3 separate regions of the Mus musculus genome follow, and regions 2 and 3 are each linked to region 1. The links are chromatin contacts, called in public Hi-C and promoter capture Hi-C maps. All regions are on one chromosome and are shown on one strand. The core of a region is the stretch at or near the end of the contact, and the rest is flanking DNA. Distances in the headings are between cores, read along the strand shown.

Evidence for each region. Promoter capture Hi-C pulls out the DNA fragments that hold promoters and counts their contacts. Hi-C and Micro-C count contacts between places; a contact is called where the count stands out from the background.
Region 2: a promoter capture Hi-C map of liver shows a contact between it and region 1, with 4 times the contacts expected there. The contact joins the promoter of Lmo4 here to the promoter of Rabggtb in region 1. A contact is called at or near these places in 1 of 39 promoter capture datasets (liver) and 1 of 484 Hi-C or Micro-C datasets (CD4 T cells).
Region 3: a Hi-C map of B cells shows a contact between it and region 1, with 5 read pairs. The contact joins the promoter of 2410004B18Rik here to the promoter of Rabggtb in region 1. A contact is called at or near these places in 1 of 39 promoter capture datasets (pre-B cells) and 1 of 484 Hi-C or Micro-C datasets (B cells).

Annotation. Positions count from the first base shown.
Region 1 is chr3:153,910,099-153,914,412 of GRCm38.p6, reverse strand. It overlaps Rabggtb (Rab geranylgeranyl transferase, b subunit), which reads left to right and starts at 2,210. Exons shown (of 8, transcript NM_011231.2): 1 at 2,210-2,488; 2 at 3,525-3,722; 3 at 4,047-4,152. The coding sequence starts at 2,354. It overlaps Gm24494 (a small nucleolar RNA gene), which reads left to right and starts at 2,723; the gene lies at 2,723-2,803. It overlaps Snord45c (small nucleolar RNA, C/D box 45C), which reads left to right and starts at 2,224; the gene lies at 2,224-2,284. Snord45b (small nucleolar RNA, C/D box 45B) reads left to right here and starts at 3,802; the gene lies at 3,802-3,846.
Region 2 is chr3:144,203,447-144,207,760 of GRCm38.p6, reverse strand. It overlaps Lmo4 (LIM domain only 4), which reads left to right and starts at 2,506. Exons shown (of 5, transcript NM_010723.3): 1 at 2,506-2,941.
Region 3 is chr3:145,935,845-145,940,158 of GRCm38.p6, reverse strand. 2410004B18Rik (RIKEN cDNA 2410004B18 gene) reads right to left here and starts at 2,145. Exons shown (of 3, transcript NM_025555.5): 1 at 1,831-2,145; 2 at 1,063-1,261. The coding sequence starts at 2,100.

The DNA of each region.
Region 1 (4,314 bases), core at 961-3,460:
ATTCTTGCTCCCTACCATTTCTTATCTCCCTCCCACACATCAGCTTCTTCTCCTCCTTACAACCCTCATTCCCACATTCATGTCTTTTATTTTGTGACTCACTGAGTTTAACTGGGGCTGTCTGTGTGGCCATGGGGTTGGAGAAGTCCACCGATGCCTGGTCAGCTTGCCAGCAAGCACATATAAAGAGAATGACTCCCCCTTTCTCAGTATATGTGTCTGTACCCATTAGGTCAGCAGAGAGGGGCAAGGCCCCAGAATCCCTTCCCCATCGATGACTGACCCTTGTCAGGGTCATTCATGTGCAAGCCCAGTGCAGATAAACACAGTGACTCTGAATTCAAGGTTGCAGTGGCTGTTGTGCCCAGAAGATGGCTTCTCAGCCTTTTCCGATTACTTTCTCTTATATTCTTTCTGTGTCCTTCTTCAATGATAGTCACTAAGCTCTAAAAAGAGGTTAGCCCTCAACAGATGTATTTTCTGAGAACCTTGGGCAGCCAAGAGTCTCTGCATAGAAAGGCTTATCTGAATATGGCTAAGAGTAGCATTTTTTTAATGAATATAAGCATAGATATTCAGAAGGCAGCCAACAAACTTTAAAATGAGAAGTGTGGCACACAATTTGTATTTTACGATTACAGCATTTTCCAGTTTAGACTGGCCACATTCCAATCCCTCCCGTGGCTGTATCTGACATCTTGGCTTTAGAGTGATAAATGAACTTATAACTAGTTAGTTGCATTGCAGCTATAGTTCTTTAGGGTGGGGAGGCATACTTTATTCTTTGAAGAGGCAAACTGGGCGGGGGAGATCGCATGCCTAGCATTTTCAGTTGTGAGTTCAAGGCCCAGGACTTTAAAAAAAGGTTAAAAATGAAGAGGTTAAACCATATTAATTTACCAGCACAGAGTGGAAAAATTAACCTTATTTTAATGATTTCTGGGATCAAAACGAAGCATGTATTTTCACCTGGTGTCTTTCAAGGATCTTTCCATAGCAATATATGTGGCGCTTTTTGATTAGCTGGGTAACAGACACTCTATAACTGATCAATCTTCGAGGGTATTGGGGATAGGGACTCGAGCTCAGGTTGGCTTCCAAGTGCCTACACAGCTGAGGATTTGGATCACTGATCCTCCTGCCTCCGCTTTCCCAGTGCTGGGATAACAGGTCTGCACTAGCACTCCGGGTTTGAACGCTGTGGTTGACATCAATGTCCAGGCTCCTTGAATGCTAAGGAAAGCTCTTTGCAAACTGAGCGACATGGGGTCCTTCAGGCAGACTCGTAGCCGGCTGCATCGTGACCGCGGAGTCCTTCAGGCAGGTGTGCGACCGGCTAAATCGCGGCCGCGGGGTCCTTCGGGCAGAGCGTGGCCAGCTACGTAGGGCGTGGGCGGCCGGGCGGGCGCGTGTGCGCAGGCGCGCGGGCCCTGACTCCCCGTGCTCCCGCGCGCTTCAGTCTTTCGGCGGTCGGACATGGTGAGAGCACCGTCGCTGCGGTGCGCGGAGGCAGGGGTGGTCTGGGCGGTGGGTCGGGCTGCGGGGCATCGCGGGCTCGCACAGCATGGGGAACAGGCGGGCCTGCAAGGCGATCATTCTTGTGGGGCCCAGGCTGGCCTGGAGCTCTCCGCAATGCCCCTGCCTCGGCCTCCTTAGGCCATACTTGGACTGCCGCTTGAGCTGTGTATGGCTCAGCGTTTTCTGCACTTCTCGAGGCCTGGGATCTTATCCGCGGACCGTGGGCGAGCCTTCCTGGATTGGGCCGCCTGATATTTTTTCTTAACATCGGGGACTTGTACGTGCCTGTATTTTGAAGGTTACATGATCATTTACGAATGTTGTTTCATAGTTAAACATTTTAACTGGGATGGAAGGAAGTCGGCCTTGGCCCACGCCTTTTAATCCTAACACTCTTGGATTAAAGAAGTGAGGCAGAAGCAGGTGGCCTGGTCTACACAGGGAGTTCCAGACCAGACAGGGCTTCATAGCCGAGACTCTGAATAAAGTAGGAAATTTATTTTGGCAATCGCTTTGACCTACTTATTGGGTGAGTCTTAGAATCGAAGGTGGAATTTGGAGCTAATGGGTCTGATTATTTAGCAAAGGGGTTAGCATGTGAAGACTGTAGAAAGGTGCGCTGAAGCCTCAAACTTGTTAAGCAAGAGTGTGTATTTCTGGCATAACTCAAAAGATAAGCGTCAAGATTCGGGTCAATGATGAGCTGGCATGTATTCTGAATCTAAAGTTGATTATAAACCACTTTAGCTCTAGAATTACTCTGAGACCTGAAAGAAAAAAAGTACTGAGATCTGGCTATGTGTGAGTCTGAGATGTCACGATTTCCGGATGGTGAATGGGATCTCTGCTTTTTTCTTGGAAGGGCACACAGCAGAAAGACGTTACTATCAAGTCAGATGCGCCTGACACCCTGTTGCTGGAGAAGCATGCCGATTATATTGCTTCCTATGGCTCAAAGAAAGATGATTATGTGCGTATGATTCTTTTTTCTGTTGAAAGGTTTCTAAGACTAACAGCAATAAGTATAATACTTACTTGTATAATACTAATTGAGAGGCCTGATTTAAAATGTATTATAGGTGTACCTTGTATATCAGAGGTTGGTATTTGACCACATCAGTCATGTGCTGGTACATAAAGGGCGGAAGTGCAGGGCTGCAGGTAGAAGGGGTTTGCTCATTTCTGTCTGGGGTAAAACCTTGAAGGTCAATGATGTGTTGGCATGTATTATCTGAATTCGCTGATGTGTCATAACACTTTAGCTCTAGAATTACGCTGAGACCTTGAAAAGGTTTTACCTAAACTTGATGTAATGGTGTGCCTGGGGAAATGGCCGGGGAGGTTGCCAGCAGCAAGCAGGGGTGGCTGAGTTTGAGAAGGCCCAAGCTGTGGGGGGACCCTCCAAGGAGGAGTCATTTGGGTAAAAGTATTTGTGCAGCAGCTCTCTGTCTTAGAGAGCGTGGCATTTGACTGTCTTTACAACTTTTCAGTTAGTGGGAATCATAGGCCCAAATGTGTGGCCTTCTTGCCAACTGTGCACCTGGTTCTTTTGGGTTTGGTTTGGCAGCACGCCAGTGAGGCCTTCACCTGAATAAATGCTTGTGAGGTAATGCTTCATTTGGTTCCCATCTTTAGCGTCATTTATCTTTCCGTATTCATAGACTTCATTTGTAGAATGCAATAATTGATGCTTAGTAAACAGTAGGCATCAATACTGCTTTTGGTTAATTCACCTGAGGTTAGCACTTGGAGACTAAGAGTATTGGCTCTCAATCTTCTTGCTGCTGTGACCTTTCCTAACAGTTCTACGTGTTGTGGCGATCTCCGACCATGAGATAACTTTTGTTGCTACTTACTTCATAACTAGTTTCATTGTTAGGAATCAGAATGTGGGGCCCAAAGGGTCGGCAACCGCCACTCTAAAGCCTTACGAGTTGTTCACAGCTGACTTAGGTAGAGGTGGGTTATGTAAAGTCAGAGTGGCAAATCTGAGATGCTTCTCCTAGGAATACTGCATGTCTGAATACCTGAGAATGAGCGGCGTCTATTGGGGCCTGACTGTGATGGACCTCATGGGACAGCTTCATCGCATGAACCGAGAAGAAATCCTGGTGTTTATCAAGTCGTGCCAGCATGAGTGTGGGGGAATAAGTGCTAGCATTGGGCACGACCCCCACCTTCTGTACACGCTCAGTGCTGTCCAGGTGAGCCCTTGTGAAACCTTGCCACTTGCTGTGACCACCCAAAGGCTACTTCCCACAGGTCAGTGATGTCATGGCATGTATTAGCTGAATGCTAACCTGATGCAAGTTACAAATTACACTGAGACCTTGGAAGGTGAACTCCTTGTGTATGTTAATTGAAGCACAGTCCAGTTCAAATTTGGTTTCAATGAAGAGCCAGAGGATAGTTAAAGCCCTACCTGTTTCTTACCTTATCAAGGGAACAAGAAGTTTATAGTAAGCTTGAGAGGGCCTGGTGGGTGACTCTGATCCAGGACAAACCTGTGACACCCGCTTGTCTTTCAGATTCTTACTCTGTATGACAGTGTTCATGTTATCAACGTAGATAAGGTCGTGGCCTATGTTCAGAGCCTACAGAAAGAAGATGGCTCCTTTGCTGGAGACATTTGGGGTAAGACCAGATTGCAGTTTTTGTCAGCTACTCCTACTCAGAATATCTTTTGTCTTGGTGGTAGTAATCATAAGATTTCAAGTTGTTCCGTCTTTTCAGGTCCCACTAAGCAGTTGGTCTAACTGGAATAAAATGGCCTGCTGGAAGTCCCAGCATGCCCCG
Region 2 (4,314 bases), core at 1,257-3,756, 9.7 Mb after region 1:
TGGCGCTGTGGTTAAAGTACACCTGAATTTTGATTACAGTGACTGCATTCCCTTCCTACTCCTCAAAGATGTTAGCCTCTACAACCTTTGAGCTTCTGTAACCACAGTGAAGCAAGATTTCTGGTAATATATCCCCGCCCATTCCACTTTACTGGAGTGTGTGTGCAGACTTCACACACAATCCGAATCAAAACACTAAAACCACCTCTAAAAGTTTAGGCCCCGGGGTAGCCTGGAGACAAAAGTTCAAAGTCCCATCTTTCCGACCCTTCCCCTTTCCTTCCCTCCACAAAGACCACCCAGACCCTTAGAGAGTCATTTAGTGATACCTGAGCACATTCCCCCTTAATTTACAACATTTCATTTTAGAATTACATATTCATTTTCATGTTCATACTTTAGGAAATACCACAACTCACCATGATTCTGTATGATATGTGTGCTGGTTTTTGTTTTTGTTTTTTTTTAAATCATTTTAAAGGAAAAGAAAATAAAGACCTTTTTTTTTTATGTACAATAAGGGGCTTGTACAGGTATGGAAATCTTCCCATATGATGTATTTTAATACAACAGTAGCCATGAAGATCTTGTGCAGGCCCGAAATCTCAGAGGGGAAGCAGAAGTATATCTACTTCTGCATCTGGTCTTAAAAGCAAAAAATCCCTGATTGCCTAGTTTTGATTGATTTAAATTGTAATGAGTCAGAGATGAACCCAGATATTACAATGTCTTATATCTTAAAGTGTCCTCTCCTCCTTTGAGGTTATTGTTTTGCTTTGCTTTGGGTTTTTTGTTAGGACAAAATAATAATAATAATAAAAAAACCTCTTTCCTAAATTGGTCTGTTTTCATCATGACCTTCTGCAGCTGTTGTCTGTATAGGACATTCCAATTATTATCACGTTGATTTTTTTTTAATAAAAAAGCTTTTAAGGTGAATGATCATAAGAACACAACGTTAAATACAAATCCATAAAAATAATTTTTAACTGTAGCATGTTAGGAACTCAAGGAGCTAGAATCCAGAAATGAGTATTTTTAACTGGTATTAAAACCACCCTCTTCCTGGTTTCATAGGCAATATTTATTCCTTTGCCCTAATTTTGGCAGTTTAAAGAACCAAAATTCTGCACACAGCTGCTAGGACTGTAGATTTTTTGCCTGATTTTTCTTCAACTTCCTTTCTTCCAAGCTTCTCCCACAAGACTGGTTTTAGTTAATGATACTTAGCAGTACAGCTTTGCACTTCCATGATAATTTCCAACAGAAAAATCTCTCTGGAACTTACTATTAATAATCAACCCTAGTATTAACCTCAGATCGGAGATTTATTAAACCTATTTGGCAGAGTAAAGTTGAATAACTTGATGTTCAAGGATCCAGGCTGAGCTCTGGCCCTGGAAAGAGGCTCTGAAGCTAGCTAGCATTCCTCAAATCTTGGTTTGTACAAGAAACGACTAGTCTTTTTTCAGGGTCGTGAGCTAGCAGCAGGTCTGGCAAATGCTCGCATCGCTTTAGGGGGCTACGAGGGAGCTAGCATCACACCCTCTACACTGAAGCAGAATGGTGAGCAAAAAGCTTTGCCCATAAAGTTTCCTTCATCTCTGAAAACCAGGGTGTGATTTGCATTCACCAGCAACTGACAAGCATCTATGAAATGCCTCCTCCTTCCAGTTTACACTGGGGTTAATGGGAGCAAGATGGGGTTAAGCTGGCAGTACTTAGGTAGGAACTACTTCCCACTTTGCTTAAGGTTTTGAAATCTGCAACCCGAAGAATTAAACAAAACACCCGCTTTTGCACCTCCCTCCGGCAGAATGAATCCTCTACCCTAACAGGAAGAGACCCATTTCTGGGAAAGTAAGTTTCCCGAGGGTCTGTTCTCTGAGCCAGGGAAGGCGATCCCCGAGGCCCTGCGGGGGCGGGCTCCACGCGTCCTCGCGCGCTGGGCAGGCAGGTGTGGTCCTGAGCCTGGGCACGCGCTCGCTGGCCGCGTCCCCCGCGCCACCCGGGTCCCTTCTCGTGCCCCGACCCCGGGCCCCCCCCGCCTTCCCGGGCCCGGCCGGCTCAGCCGCCCGCCTCGCTCCCCGCCCCCCGAGTCTCGTTTCAGTCACCCTTTGTCCTTCCCCGGATTGGCAGGTTTTATTATTCCGCCTGAACAATCCGGCCGCCCAGTGGCTGAGGGTCGCTGACGTCGGCGGCAGAGCCGGGGAGTAGTTGGGATTCTGCTCTGTCAGTAACACATGTGTAAGCGCCGCCGAAGGAGCGAGCGAGCCGGCTAGAGGCCCGCGCCGCCGCCTCCTCCGAGCCGGGCAGCAGCAGCGGGGCAGCCGATCGGTCCAGCGCTCCCGGCCGGCCCGCAGCTCCCCACTCCGTGCGTCCTCGTACCGGCCGCGGGACCGAGCCTGCACCGCCGCTCCCGGGCCGCAGGTCGCGGGAGGGGGGAGCTCGGCCGAGCCGCCGGCGGCCCCGAGCGGGCGGGCGGGCGGGAGGAAGGCGGCGGCGGAGGAGGAGGAGCGCGGGCGCGGCGGGGGCGGGGGCGCGTACAAAGTGAAGCCACATTGCCAAACTTGCAGCCGCGATTGCAGCAGTGGCTGCTGCTGCGCCGCGCGGGCCCGGCCGAGGGAGCCTGCAGCTGCTCGCGCGCAGCCGGGGGCTGAGGACCGGGACCCTCGGGCTGAGACTTGACACTTCTTCGCCGGGCCGCCTGCCACTTAGCGTGGGGCTCCCTCTACCCGCCCCAGAGCCACGCGATTAAAAAAAAAAAAAAAAAAAAAAGCAGCCCTTAGCCCCCTCCTCCCCTTTCCTGCTTCTGCGAGAACTCCCTCCCTCCCTCCAGCTCCGCCAGCCCCAGCGCCCCTGCCCTGGAAGCCGAGCGGCTCCGCTCGCATTTCGCCGCCGCCGCCGCCTCTCGCAGTGTTGCAATATAGGGGAGAAGCAGGTAAGGGGGTGGCTGGGGACGCCGCGGGCCCGGAGGGGACGAGGGAGAGAGGGAGGGGGGAACTGATCGGGGCCGGGGCTGTTTTCTTTGGCTTCCTTCCCTTGACCGTCCCAAATTGCAAGTAAACAATACGTCGCCTTAGATAATGCGTGAGTCTGAAACTACCGGAGGCCGGCCTGCGAGCTAGCAAGGAGGGCAGCCCCGGGCCGCCAGCTTTGTAGCGGTTCCTTGCTTACAAAAGGGTTCTTCTTGGAGACGGGGCTGGTGGGGACCCTGGAGAGGGCTGGGGGCAGTTCCAGTTCCTAAAGGAAAGGCAGGGGCTGCTCAGATGAGAAGTGGTGTGTGCGTGGGTGGGGGCGATAGTCAAGACCCCCCCCCCAACACTGTTTGAAACAGGGAACGAAAAGCTCTAAGTGACCAGGAGCTGGCATTGCTGATTCTTTTAAAAAGAATTCCTCTTGGCTTATAAGTCTTTTGTTCCAATCCAGGAGAAATCCGGTGAATCACCTAATTAAAATCAAGACATGAATTAAGCATCCATTTTTGTACTACAAATGGCCAGCGCTACGTTTGTCCCTCCCTTGGTCTCCATTAAAAAACACCAGAGACGTTGTTAAAGGGGGGCAGATTTTGCCTCTAGCTGCCAGCTCTGCTTTCTATTTCACTGACTATCCCAGGACCTAAATTGCTTGGCTATGTAATTACTAGAGTATAAGCCTATTTAACTTAAAAGCTTTCTTTTTTTTTTTTTCCAACTCTAAATGAAACTTGATGAGGGCCCGTCCTTAGTTATCAGGGGAGTCACTTTCTGGTCAGTCCTCTTGATTCATCTCTTTTAGATTTAATCAGCATTAAGGTATTGCTTGTCCTTAAGAGCTTTAGCTAATGGGGTTACTGGATGCTTTTCTCAGTGTAATGTTTCCTTTTCAAAAAAAATATACATATATATTTACCTCTCACTAAAGATGGGGGTGGGGAGCAGCTTGGAATCTCCTCCCTCCCCCTCCCTTTTAAAAAAGGAATTCGGAGCGATTAAAACGTTGGGGGGGGGCAGTTTAAAGACCTAGGGCAGGAAATGCAGATTCATTTGGGTCAGGGCTGAAATTGTAACAAAAAGCAATTCCTCGAGTAAATGCATCAGAGAAATCAATTTACATAAAGGTATGATGCATTCGGATAAATGCAATGCTAATGGGTTTTAGAGCGGTCCTGGTTCCAGAGTCTCAGGGTTTTGTTACAGCTTAATTGGTGCAGTTCTTATTCTGGTTTATTGTGCGGTCACTGGACACACGTTCCGGGACTCTTTCGGAGGAAATGTGTTTAAAATCGGCCTATTTAAGGAACCAGAGTCCTTCTTTCGTTCCCTCACCCCG
Region 3 (4,314 bases), core at 896-3,395, 8.0 Mb after region 1:
GCTCAGTCTAACAGCCAGCCTCTGAGTGCTCACAATGTACTAGAGTAACCTAGGCCACACACAGGACCAGATCAGAGCTTGCTGCCTGACAAACTGTATTGCAGAAGGCCTTGTGAAAAGCAGCCACACACAACTAAGTTAGCAGCACTAGCACATCCCAGGTAAAGGAGAGGAAATACTAGAAAAATTTCCACTTTGGTTTCTGTAAGATGAATGGCTTTACCAGCCAAGAGTTTAAAGCATTCGGTCCAGACTATTGGCAATACCCACCAAAGCAAGAACCCATCCCAGTGTGGTCCACCCAGGTCTGAGTTTCAAGATAAAAATGCTGGGATGGAGCCCCAAAATGACGGTGGTGAGGGGGACCGAACGGGTCACACAACTCTCCAGCTCTCTTCAGTTTGTAGAGGTTCGGGGGCAAGCCAGTTACACAATCAGATATCAACTGTAGAAGCTCACTACTAGCTACAGTTGGAGACAGAGATTTGCAGGAAGAGATTACTGCAGCAGTCTAGGCACGACAGAAACGAGATTACCAACAAGGCAAGGAAATCAAACCACTCCAGGCCTGCTCCTACACAGCTGCTTCACGCTGCAACCCTGATTAGCTGAAGCACTGCTGTCTCAACAGAAGCGAAGCCTTCAGTGGGTCACAAATGCAGGACAAGGACCCGCGAGCGAGTTCACACCCGCCGCTCTAATAAGGCATCATACCCAGAGACCTCTGAGACTACTTTCAGGCAGAATCCTTACAAACGGAGCGGAAACGTGGGTTGCTGGCACACACCTTCAGTCCTAGCACTGAGATACTGAGGCACAGACAGGCTGGGCTGGCCTCACTCAAGAGACTGGTCTACATAATGAGTTCCGAGAACATTCAGGTTACATAGACCTTGTCTCCCCCCAAAACAAAACAAAAAACCCGAACGATCGAAAGACCGTTAGCATCCAAAGACAATTTCTGGGCAAGCCTTCCAACTCACTAGGCTGTAAACCTTGTCCGGAAGGATTTTCTTCTTTCTGAGTGCTGAAATCTTAAACAACAACACTCCTCTCTCTTACCTGATTCCACTGTCTCCTCCCCTTCAGGCAGAAGCCTGGCTTTCTTGGCGTTCTGTGGGGCATCGTCTCCATTGTCTTCATAGATATTCGACCATTTGATCGCCATGTCCAGCTCTGGCGGCGGCGGCTTCTTCTCAGTAGTGTAGGTCTCTGGGGGCGGCACGCAGTTGGACTTCCAGATCTTGAACTCCTTTGGAGGCTGTCGAGTAAGCACATTAAGAAACCCTGTGACGAACCGAGGTTCCCGCGATGGATACGAGCGCATGCACCTCCCTGCTCATCATTCTGGCTGACTTTCCTCTTTCTTTCTTTTTTAAAATCCTTTAGGCTTAAAAGACACTTTTTTTTTTCCATCAACATCACAACACTGTTAGGTGAAAAAGTCAAAGGGTTCCCTGGATAAATAAAGCTAATAACTTTTAGTTACCAAAGGAGGATGCAGTCCCAGATACTACGGCCAGGCTGACCCCTTCAGGAGGCTGCAGCAGAGACGCTGTCTTGGAGGCAGCAGCGCAGGCACTTCGGCGTCAAAGGGAAGGGGTCTCGGGGAGAAGCTGCAGCGGGGGGCGGGGAGTCACCACCGTTAGTCGTCGCCCGGCTGGGACCCCCGAGCGCGGAGGGGCGGGCCCGGGCTGACACCCCCCGGGCTCCCGGGGCCGTGGGGACGCGCGGCGCGGCGCGGGCTGAGTGCGAGCCGGGGGTGGGCGAGCGGGCGGAGGGGCAAGCGGGCGTCGGGCCCCGGGGCGGCCGCGGGGCCGGGGATCTCACCTCCTCCGGCGCTTTCACCACATGCCGCTCCCAGTCGATCTGCTTGTTGAGCGGGTTGTAGAGGAAGGCCGGGCGGGTCACGCTGCGGAACAGCTCGTCCGGGCCGGGCAGCCGCTTCTCCGCCTGCTTCCCGCGGCCGCCCGTCGTCGGAGCCGAGGCCGCCTCCTTGCGACCCGCGTCTTCCGGCTCGCTGTTCTCATCCGACGAGTCGGAGCTGCTGCTCCCGTAAGCCGCGAAGTAGCTCAACGGGTCCTTCTCTTCGGCTGCCATGACGGCCGCGGGTTCCCACCCTCTCTCGGCCGGAAGCCGGAAGCCGGAAGCCACGGCTGATCCCGCCCCCCAGGCTGGCGAGTTATCCATTTGCGCCCCCTAGCGGCGGAGCCGCGCTCCTACTCATGGGCGGAGATTGGAAGGATGCTGGAGGCGGGGATTCCACAGCCCTCAAGCAAGTTATTTATTTGTTTTTTCTTAAGGATCTCTGGGAAAAAGCAGCGGGAGCCTTAGGATACCCGGAGGGAAATCAGTGGCCACAGTCACACTCTGGGCTTGTAATTTAAAGCAGAGAAAAACCAAACATGCATACCTATAATCCTAGGCAAATTTGAGGGCCAGCGAGGTGCATGTAAGTCCTTTCTTAACAGCTAATACAGTGCAGGAGACGTTGTCTACCAAACAGTAAGAACAAGCAAGCAGGGGGTGGGGGCGCACACTTCTAACCCCAGCACTTGAGAAGATGAGACCGGAGTATTGCCACAAACTAGAGGTCAATGGTGAAATTTTACAGCCCCCCACCCCAAGTTGGTACCATTGTAAATATTTAGATCCCAGTTAAAAATGCCTGGTCAGAGGTGACATAGTCATTAATAACTTGCCATTTGGTCTGATTCTTATCTGCTAAATTCTACAGAAAAATACGAAGTCTGGTAATGGAACGGGCTAGACTGCCTTGTTCAGGTTTATATTCCTAGTATTTATTTTGGTGACCGTCCCTGGAGTACATCAAGGAATATTGCTGGGTTGTAATTTCTGAGATAATAGGTCTGAGTGTTTCTAGAAAAACTTCCTTCCGTCCAAGTACCTAGACTTGACAGAGATACAATTGTTCCCAAAGTACAAAGTCCTGGGTTACCCAAATCATCCTCAGATCTGACATCATTAGCAAATTCAGGGTCCCCTCACGCACCCTCCAGCCTGGTAATGTGACAAAATTGTAGAACCCGCTGAAAGCTGAGTAACCACGTGTATATAGCTACAGTTTACTGCAGCAAATATAGCATAAGTCCAACCAAGGGAAGATGGGCGAGGAGCGGTCCAGAGGAGTCCTCATTCAGAGCTTCCGGTTACCCTCCGGAAACATGAACCAAATCAGTGCAGCTCAGGAGGCAGAGCTCGCTGCCTGGTACTGGGTTCCAGTACCAGCACCCATATAAACTGGGCATGGTGGTGTGTATTTGTAATCTCAGCGCGTGGTGGAAATGGGGTGAATGTACAAGGCTCCGACACCCGTGGCCGTGCTTGTTTATATAATGAGTTTGGGGAAAAACCATAGGGAAGGTACATGGACAAGTGAAACCCCAGGATGTCCAGGAAACTTTAGAGTAGCATCAAGATGCTGGGCTGGCAGAAGGCTCTTAGATGGGGTAAAGAATCTCTAGCATTAAAAATTTAAACTTGAGAGCTGGAGAGATGGCTCAGGGGTTAAGAGCACTGACTGCTCTTCCAGAGGTCCTGAGTTCAATTCCCAGCAACCACATGGTGGCTCACAACCATCTGCAATGGGATCTGATACCCTCCTCTGGTGTCTGAAGACAGCTACATTATACTCATCTACATAAAATAAATATTTTTTTTCGAGACAGGGTTTCTCTGTGCAGTCCTGGCTGTCCTGGAACTCACTCTGTAGACCAGGCTGGCTTCGAACTCAGCAATCCACCTGCCTCTGCCTCCCAAGTGCTGGGTTTAAAGGTGTGTGTCACTACTGCCTGGCTTAAAATAAATAAATCTTAAAAAGAAAACAAAAAGAATATTTGGCAAGAAATAGCAATGGGTTCCTAAAAACTAAAGTAACAAAAATTTTTTATTTTTTACAAAAGCTAAACTCGAGAGAGAATAAGGAAGGGTAAGAGAGGAGACTGGAGACTGCAGAGTAGGTACAGAAAGGGGACCACAGGGAGAAGGGCACAGCATGAGCCAAGTGGCAGGTTGTCGGCAAGTGTCAGGTTAAGTCAGATGAACTAGCGGGAGACTGCCCTAGGAAAAGGCCTAAGCTTTAAGCTATATTAGAAGTCTCATGTCCTTATTTATACTATTGGTGGATCTGAGAAAGTCCCACTATAAAAGATGTAAGCTGTCTACAATGGACCTGTATTAATTATTAATAAAGGGCAGATTAACTAAAGGTAACATGGGCTGGGATAAACTGGTTGGTTGTCTGTAGTGATGGGACTTAAATAAAAGTTCTGACCTTGAAAAGAAAATTAAACT